Regions from separate parts of the Sus scrofa genome. Here regions 1 and 3 are each linked to region 2. Evidence: chromatin contacts called from public promoter capture Hi-C data. All regions are on one chromosome and are shown on one strand. The core of a region is the stretch at or near the end of the contact, and the rest is flanking DNA. Distances in the headings are between cores, read along the strand shown. Region 1 has its middle 52 kb from the start of RCHY1. Region 2 holds the start of PARM1 (prostate androgen-regulated mucin-like protein 1). Region 3 holds the start of RCHY1 (ring finger and CHY zinc finger domain containing 1).

Evidence for each region. Promoter capture Hi-C pulls out the DNA fragments that hold promoters and counts their contacts.
Region 1: a contact with region 2 is called in a promoter capture Hi-C map of fetal skeletal muscle, with 7 times the contacts expected there. The contact joins the enhancer-like site here to the promoter of PARM1 in region 2. A contact is called at or near these places in 4 of 5 promoter capture datasets (fetal liver, fetal skeletal muscle and liver), 19 of 47 Hi-C or Micro-C datasets (alveolar macrophages, brain, embryonic fibroblasts and 12 more) and 2 of 2 datasets of contacts at active chromatin or transcription factors (alveolar macrophages and skeletal muscle).
Region 3: a promoter capture Hi-C map of fetal skeletal muscle shows a contact between it and region 2, with 6 times the contacts expected there. The contact joins the promoter of RCHY1 here to the promoter of PARM1 in region 2. A contact is called at or near these places in 3 of 5 promoter capture datasets (fetal skeletal muscle and liver), 9 of 47 Hi-C or Micro-C datasets (embryonic fibroblasts, epiblast stem cells, fetal skeletal muscle and 4 more) and 2 of 2 datasets of contacts at active chromatin or transcription factors (alveolar macrophages and skeletal muscle).

Annotation. Positions count from the first base shown.
Region 1 is chr8:71,128,089-71,130,885 of Sscrofa11.1, reverse strand. No RefSeq gene overlaps it. Among named protein-coding and RNA genes, the nearest start is that of RCHY1, 52 kb to the left of the region's middle. Within about 2 kb of position 1,420, at least 1 of the 83 cell types and tissues checked has an H3K27ac peak or open chromatin away from gene starts, as enhancers often do. A contact at or near this core is called in fetal skeletal muscle, where this site is marked.
Region 2 is chr8:70,786,768-70,789,467 of Sscrofa11.1, reverse strand. PARM1 (prostate androgen-regulated mucin-like protein 1) reads right to left here and starts at 1,334. Exons shown (of 5, transcript NM_001243716.1): 1 at 1,021-1,334. The coding sequence starts at 1,063.
Region 3 is chr8:71,180,446-71,183,150 of Sscrofa11.1, reverse strand. RCHY1 (ring finger and CHY zinc finger domain containing 1) reads left to right here and starts at 1,342. Exons shown (of 9, transcript NM_001097490.1): 1 at 1,342-1,431. The coding sequence starts at 1,342. It overlaps THAP6 (THAP domain-containing protein 6), which reads right to left and starts at 1,199. Exons shown (of 5, transcript XM_003482412.4): 1 at 1,107-1,199; 2 at 121-223. The coding sequence starts at 200.

The sequences.
Region 1 (2,797 bases), core at 171-2,670, 340 kb before region 2:
TACCGACAGCTATGGGTCTTTATCTCTCAATGCAAGAGATCCATATCTCGAATCCCATCTCGAAGGTTTGGTAACAGCTGTTGGTCTAGGTTCTTCCTGAGAGCAGTGCCTGAGACAAGGTCTTGTGTTTAGGATGTTTATATTGGGAGACATGAAAGTGGGAAGGGGAGGAAGCCAATCCAGCAGGTGCATTAAAGTCTCCAGTATGGGACCCCAGGGCTTGATCCTTCCAGGGACTTCGAGGAGCTGTGTGAAATGTACCCCAGTGTGTGTTCCTAAAAGACAGGCAATGGGAGAAGTTATTTTCTGTCTCTCACATGCAGTTGGCCAAGAGTGGTCTTGGGTGTTAACTACCTTCTACTTTCGGACACCTGTGGGATTAGAAGAGCAGTTCTGCAGTATCTCAAATGTTCTGACAGTGGCAGAGAAGCCTGGGGGCAGAAAGTGGGTAGTTCCTTTGGGGCAGCTGATAAAATGTGCGGTCAGTTTTCATCTTAGCACAGTTGATTGTGCCAGGAATGACTGGGGTAAAAAGGTAGACTGAGGGCACATGACATGGTCACAAGAGGTGTCAGATATCTATATGATCTTGTTCTATGGCTCCAACAAATCATTACACAGTGGTCAAACAACAGGACAGTTCCTAAAGTCTGGATTCATTGGCATCAGGTCACACTGCTTATGGGGCGTTCGTGGCGCCATCTTGGTTGGGGCTCTAGCTGCTCCTCAGCTCTTTCCTTCCAGCATTTACAGACATGGTGGTACAGACTCAAGATCACCTTGAAACACACAAATATCTGGGGTTTTATCTAAACTAAGCCTCAAGTACATTCCTGAGGCTAGTGCCACCTACATGGATGTGTTCTTAGCATAATACTTACGTGGTGGCTGATGCTTCCCCAGCAATGCTGTAAAATGTGCCCCTCTCTGGGTCAGAGAAGGTAGACATAGACTTAATTCATCTCCGAGTTGGGAGAGAGCCCAGAGTAAAGCTGTGTGGCTCCAGCGATGGGGGTGAATTCAGTCAAGATCCGCTTGGGAAATTCTCCTACAAAATTGTGCTCTGGACAGGGGAATGACAGGGGATGGACGTGGGAGAGTATTGGTGGAATTTCTCAGCAGGTGATTCTGCAACACCCCCACCCATTTTCCCTTGAGAATAAGAACAGAGTTCATTTGCCCAGTGGCTAGCTGGCATATCACAGGATGCTTGGCATTCTTCTCCCTGCGCTCCATCAGATCCCTAAGGTACTATCCCAGGCCGCAGGAAGCCGTGGGGAATGTGACAGCTGTAGGCAAAGCCCATGGAACACAGAAGTGATGGGATTGGATTAGGAAGCTGGCACAGACTTGCACAGACCTACACATTGGTCAGCTTTGGAAAACCCTGGACTGTCTTCTTGGCCTCTTGACCGCACGTACTAAAGGCATCCCCAGTCCTCACCACTAAGGGACCACTTTTGAGGCTGGCAGCAGGCTGAGTCTACACCGTAGACCATCTGCATTCACTGGGAGTCCTGCCTGCCTCCTACCCCGCCGGGAGGGCCTCCCGGGATGCTTCCCTTGGCAGGAGTGTCTTACAGCTGGGCTGATTATTAGTGAGTTTCTGAATTATTTATGTCAATGCTCCCTTTCATTAGTGTGAATTGTCACGAATGGGTTGTAATCAGAGTGATTTAAGTTAGAGGAACCAAAGAATGAGGTGCATTTTTTAGTTTAATGTTATAACTTGTGGGGCTTCGTTATTGCTCTTAAAACTCCTACCGACATTGTTAGGAGAGGCCATTTGGTGTGTTGGAAAGGACCCTGGACTTGGAATCTGGAGACCCTGGTTCCTGGACTTGCTCCCCTGCCCTGGACGCGGCCTTACGGTACCTCACTGATCACCTGTCTAATGTTCTGATGCTTCAGTTGAACAGACAAGCAGAAAAGCAAGCTTGGTGGGAGAACCAGAATGAGGAGCCAGGTGGCACAGTTCACTCTTTGCTCTGATTCGCATGATCTCGTTGACCTGTTGGGCATTTGTTTAACTTGTCTGGTCACAAGCTAGAAGGCAGCTGTCTCCCAACTGGAGGTGTCTTCACCAGAAACAGATCGTGCTGGCACCTGGATCTCAGACTTCCAGCCTCTGAAACTGAGAGAAAACAAATGTCTATTGTTTAAGCCACCCAGTCTATGGTTTTTGCTAGAGCATCCTGAACAGACTAATACACGGGGCTAGACTAGGGACGGTGGACTATCAGAAGTGGAAAGCAACATGTCTCAATTTGCGTTTTTCCAGAAGCAGATCCCCAGGCAAGGGTTAGAGTGAAAGTGATTTGTTTGGGAGGTGAGTCCAGGAAGCAAAGCTGAGGGTGTGGGGAAGTGAGACAAAGGAAGATAGGAAAACTGTGGGTTATCACCATGGGCAACTGGTGCTTAGTATCCCTGGGGGCCTCTAGGAAAAACAATGTGGACTATGACTCAGAATTTTCCTATTTAAGGCCAGGAGAACTGGGACGCTCATACGTCGACTCCCTAAGCCCCGCGAAGGCATTGAGTTCCCAGCAGGCGTCTTGGGTCAGATAGAACCACCAGGGAGCGCTGTGCAGCAAGGCATACCAGGGAGCCATCTCCGGTCACCTCCAGGGTAGACAGAAGGGCCAAGAACACAGCGCAGGTGACAACTACTACAGCAGAACTCTGCTACTCTCAGGTGACCACTGGATATTGGGGGGTGGGGTTTTGCGAAAATACAGAGTCTGTTTTGCGGGTCTGGAATGGGACCCGAGATTCTACATCTCTAACAAGTTTCTCC
Region 2 (2,700 bases), core at 85-2,584:
GGAAAAACAGATATAGATATAGATACAGATACACGGACTACTAGCATGAATCAATGGTTTGTGGATGTGGCCTTGAAATATTCTTTTATCTAAACATAACAGTGTACCGCGCACGCAGGCTGATTTTTCTACCGGTGCCTGATCCACAGTCGGCCTGCATTTTCTGCAAAAATTGGGCACCCTAATCTCAGACTCAAAGCGCTCTTCTGACTCTCTCCTCGGCGCCCACCAGGCCGAGCTCGGTCCTCCCGCTCCTTTCTCCCCAGCTCCCGCCTAGAGGCCGCTGCCGTCCGTGGTCCAGAGACCCGCGCGGTGCGCGTGGGAAGCCATCCCCAAGGAGCCAAGTTAGCAGTTTCTGCCAGGGCACGCATTCGGGGGAGCTCCGGGCCACAGGGTAAAATTGCCACCCCGGCGGTGATAGCGAGCTTAAGCCGCCGGATCCAAGCAGCTGCCTTGGGATTGTTAGCGCCGCATCATCCCCAAGCGTTAACTAGGAAGGGACGCCAGAGGCCAGAGACCAGAGCCCACCAAGTCTGGGGAAAAGCAAACCAGCCCCGCAGGGCGCACGGCCCGAGCATTAGCTTTCCCAGATGCCACCCCTCCCTGATTCTTCTTCTCATCCCTCTCGGGTCCAACCGCGTCAAGAAGTCTGGTGCCCAACTTTGGGCGGGTGTGCTCAGAGACCCGAGAAGCCTCTAGTCGCAGTCAGTGTCGCCAACCCCGGGTTCAAAAGCGTCGCGCAGCCACCTGTTTCCCAAAGCCCGGAGTTCGTGTGAGAGCGAGCGGCGGCCGGAAGAACCCAGTCACCCCCTCAGTCCGGCTCGGCCCAGGAGCTCCCCAAATGCTCATCACCCCAAATCCAAGTGCGCACATATCTCTGCGCAACACCGGAGGCTCGCGCCACTCCGGCTACCGGCGCGACTTACTTCCCGGTCTCCCCGCTCGAGCCCCCGCCCCAGCGCTGGCCGTGCGGCCCGTGTCGCCCCGGCCCTTCCTGGCAGGACGGCGCCCCCAAAATACCTGCTGTGACGATGAAGAGAGCGAAGAGCGTCTTGCGGACCATGGTACCGTGGTGCTTAGTGCCAAACCCGGCGCGGGCGGCAGGAGAGTTTGCCAGGACTGACAGAGCGCACCGGGCGCGGGCGGCTCCTCCTCTGCCCGGTTGGCTACTGTGGGAGCCGGGCGGCCGGGGCGGCTCGGGCGGCGGGAGGGGAAGAGAGGCGAGCGCCGCGCGGCTCCGTCAGCTGCGTATCCTCCGGCGCCCGGCGCGCTTCTGCTCCATCCCAGCCGCGGGAGCCGGGGGCCGCCTCCGCCGCCCGACTGCCGCCGCCAAACCCCTCCCACCCAGGCCCCGCGGCGATGACAAGGCCACCCCTGGCCTTTCCTCTCCCGGCGGCGTTCAGGTCCCGGGAGTCCTGGCCCAGGGCGGCCTCTGCTGGACAGTCGGGGCGGGAGATCCGAGTTTTGAGCGGGTTCAGCGAATGTTTGGGGCCGCTAGGCCTGTGCTGGGAGCTAAGGGAACGCAGTGTAATGGGAGCGGATTTCTGCCCTCAAGAATTTATCTCACCTTTTCTTATGTGGGTGATAACCTTTAAACAGGTTATGCCACCTCCAAGAGCCAAGACCCCACTTCCTAAGAGAACGTATTACATTTCTTTCCAAGTATGAGAACCTTTTCCTTTTCCTTCATTTCTCCGGATGTTCCTGCGTATACATTAAACCTTCGCACACGTTCAACCCCACTGCATTTCCTGGTGCCTAAGTCAGGGTGTCTGTTATCATATTCAGCTTCTTTCTAGAAGAAACAGTATTAATGTCAGGTAACAGTGGTTCATGGGCCCATTCAGAGCCAGGCACCCCATTTCATGTTGTATCGTGATACCTTCCAACGACCCTGGGACATAAGAATTCTTATTCCATTTTGTAGATGAGAAAACTAATGCACAGAGAAGAGAAGTGATGTGCTCAGGATCACATGGCTAGTAAAGACTGAATCCCGTAATTGAAGAGTTTGTGCACCAGGGCATAATACCAAAGGCTGACATTTCCTGAGAATGTCTGCGTGCTGGACGACTGCGCTGTACAGGTATCAACCCAGTCATGGTCTCAGAACAGTCCTTTGATGTGGGCACTCTTATGTCTTCATTTCCAGGGGAGAAAATGAAAGCGTCTGGAGGTTTAAGTACTTGCCCAAGGTCACACAACCAGCTAATGGTACAGATAAAACACATGCCCGCGAACTCTGGGTCATCTCTGTACTATGCTCCTTTTTCAAAGTCCGAAGTCTCTGTGTGTTCACACAGATCAAAGCTGACCCTTCTCTTAATGCTTCCACCACCTTAGAGCTGCTTATTTCTATACCTCAGCCAGACCAGATGCCAGAGCAGCTCCCAATGTATGTATTAGGAGCCCGGTGGTCCCCTAGTCCCTGGAGATGGGATGCTGCAGGAATTAAGGGGCATCCCTAAAGAACTGGTTTGTTCAGGACCATCACTAGCTCTGGAGAAGAGTTTTCTTCTTCTGTGACTTCTTACCTCCTAGAGAGAGCCTCGGGTTTTCTTTTCTCACTCTTTGGGGCCTCCCGGCTTTGTCTGTGATGATATCAGTTCCTCTCACTGACCCCACCATTACCACTTGTCACACTTCCACAGCTGGATTAAACTGAGCTCATAGTGTTTCTTTTGTCTTGGTACATGTATT
Region 3 (2,705 bases), core at 93-2,592, 390 kb before region 2:
AGGTTATTTAAAAAGAACTTGAGAACTACTGTTCAAAATTGAAGATGAAAATAGAACTGCCTTTTGCTTTTCTAACAGTCAAAAACATACTTGGTATAATTAACTAGGGCAGAATCTTACACGTGAAATGTCAGTCCTTTTAACTTGGAATTTGGTAAACAGCGAGAAGCACATCCAATGGCTGAGCAACATTTCACCATGGTGTTAACAACTCATAACAGAACTGAAAGAAAATTAAAAGGGCAAGCGTTAGTAACTTCAAAGCTAAGGGGAACATATTCACCTTTCCCAGTATGTTCTGGTATGTTTCAGTTAGGTAGCATGAAATCAGTTAGAAAGCCAAAGGCAAGTATTTTCTTCCAAAACGTTTACTTTGCTCATAAAATTTTCGAGGGGTTTGTCTCTTTACTAAAGCGAGTCATATTTAGCTATGCCACAAGGCGCCTGATTGCAGTTTTGTAGCTGGTACATTTCCCATCCACAGCCCCTTAGGCACCATGTTCCCTCCGCTACAACGCCTTGGCACACTAACTCCTGAGCTTCCCCCGGGAAACCATCCTTGACACCCAGATATGTCGGCTCCTCTCCAGTATTAGCTCTCGGAAAACACACTTCTCCTTCTCAAAGCTGTAATCATTCCTACATTTATTTCACATTCTCTGATGAAAGTCCTCCTCCACCAGCCTGGTGAGTTCCATGAGAGTATGGCAGGGCTTGTGTTTTTTTCTCACGTGTGTCCCCACCGCGTAGCTGGTAAATGTTACTACACATTTTGAAGGAATGAAGCGGACGTAAAGGAGAAGAGGAGGTAAAGGTGGGGCGTGAGACGCTGGCAAGTACGGGTGCCCAGCAGCAGCGGCGCTCCGGTGGGGACCAGATCCGAGCCCGGAGGCCGGCCGAGCTCCGCCCCCTTCTCGAGGCCCTGGCTGCGGCTGGGAAAGGGAGGGGCCGCCCAGTCACAGGTGTGGATGCAGCCGGAGAGCGGCCCTTCCTCTAGGGCCACCGGGCGTCTCCGCGCCGCTGCGGTCCTCCTCACGCCGAACCACGCCCAGGGTGTGGGCAGGCAGCAATGGGGAGAAAAGGAGAGACAACCTAAGATTTGTTACCGTTAGCGGCGAAGGCAGCGACTAACACCGATAACCGAGATTGCGTCTCCCTTCACTTCCGCCCCGTCGCCCCGGGAACCGGAAATCCGGCTGCCCCGGGTCACGTGTCCCTCCGCCATCTTGGCTCTGCTGGCAGCAGCAGCCAGGAGGGGGGGTGCTGGAGCAGAGCTGGGTCTCTGGACGTAGTTTTCATCCTGGGGGAAGGGGCCGTGGAGTTTGAGAGGCTGTGGAAGAGATGGCGGCCTCGGCGCGGGAAGATGGCGGCCGCGGGCAGGAGCACGGACGGCGGGGCTGCGAGCACTATGACAGAGGATGCCTCCTGAAGGTGACGACTTCACTGGGCTCTTCCCCTAGGAGCTTCCGCCGGGTCCAGCTGGGGGCGGGGTGGGCAAAGCGGTTCGGCTTGGGCTTAAGTTTGAGGCTAGGCTGTTGTCAGGACACCTTGTCTAGCTGGGTTGCTGCCGTAGAGAACGTTTTTGGCAAGGCGACCACACGCCCCACCTTTCCTCTTGTGTTGTACTTTGCAAGCAAAGCTCTTCTTGCTTGGGAAGAGCCTGGGCTTGCACATAGGTCACTTTATTAGTGGGTTCTTTTTATTTAGTCTTTCGCTTCTGGAAGTGGACTTCGGCAGCCTCAGGCCTGTGCTGACATTTCCCTGGGATCACTTTCAGGTGTGTGATGAAATAATGGAAGAAGGGCGAACAAGCGGAGCATCGGCATACGATTTCATCTCCTGTAGTAAATAAGTTTTACAGCTTGCCAGCTTCATTTTAGAGGCAGTGAGTATGCCTAAACCTGCCGCAGAGAAAACGTATATGTGAAATAGGAAGACAGTCATTTAATTGCCACAAAATAGGAAATTATGTATGGGAGAGTGTCTGATGGGCATGTATTGTTACTTCTGTTATTTAAGAAAAATTCCTAGTCAGCTTCGAATTTGAAAAATTGACATCCATCCAGTTATTTTTCTTGCAAGAATTTTTCTTCCTTAAAGATTTTGCTTAGAAGGCTTGAGCTTTGGAGTCCGACAGTCCTACCGCCAAATCTTAGCTCTGCGCCTTAATAATTCGGTACTTTTGAGAAAACTACTATTTACATATAAAATAGGAGTGATAGAAGTTCCTCTTTCATAAATAAGTTTGAGGTTTTGAGACAACCTAAAGCCTCTGCTGTAGGCTGTGGTTTGGTGAACATTCCTTCACTGCACTGGATGAAGCTCTTTCACGGCTGGTCATTTACCAAGGGTTGTGTAAAGATATTGAATGCTATCCTTAAGATTCCATTTCCATTGAGATGCCGTGTTAGAGTTTCGGCCTTGGGGTTTTAGACCTCCTCCTCTCATCTTCCCAAGAAAGGCACAAATACATCTGTGTTTCATAGATACATAGTATTCATTGTATTCATAAGATACTTGACCCTGAGTATCAAATGCTATCCACACCCCCTTGGTTCTTTGCTTAAATACCAGAGAGGAGTGTAGAGTTTGAAGGAGGAAGTAATCAACTAAATCAAATGCTGCTCTTTGGGTAAGATAAGAACTGAAAATCAACCTTTAAATTTAGCAAGAAGGAGGTCACTGGTGATGTTGATATGAGAAGT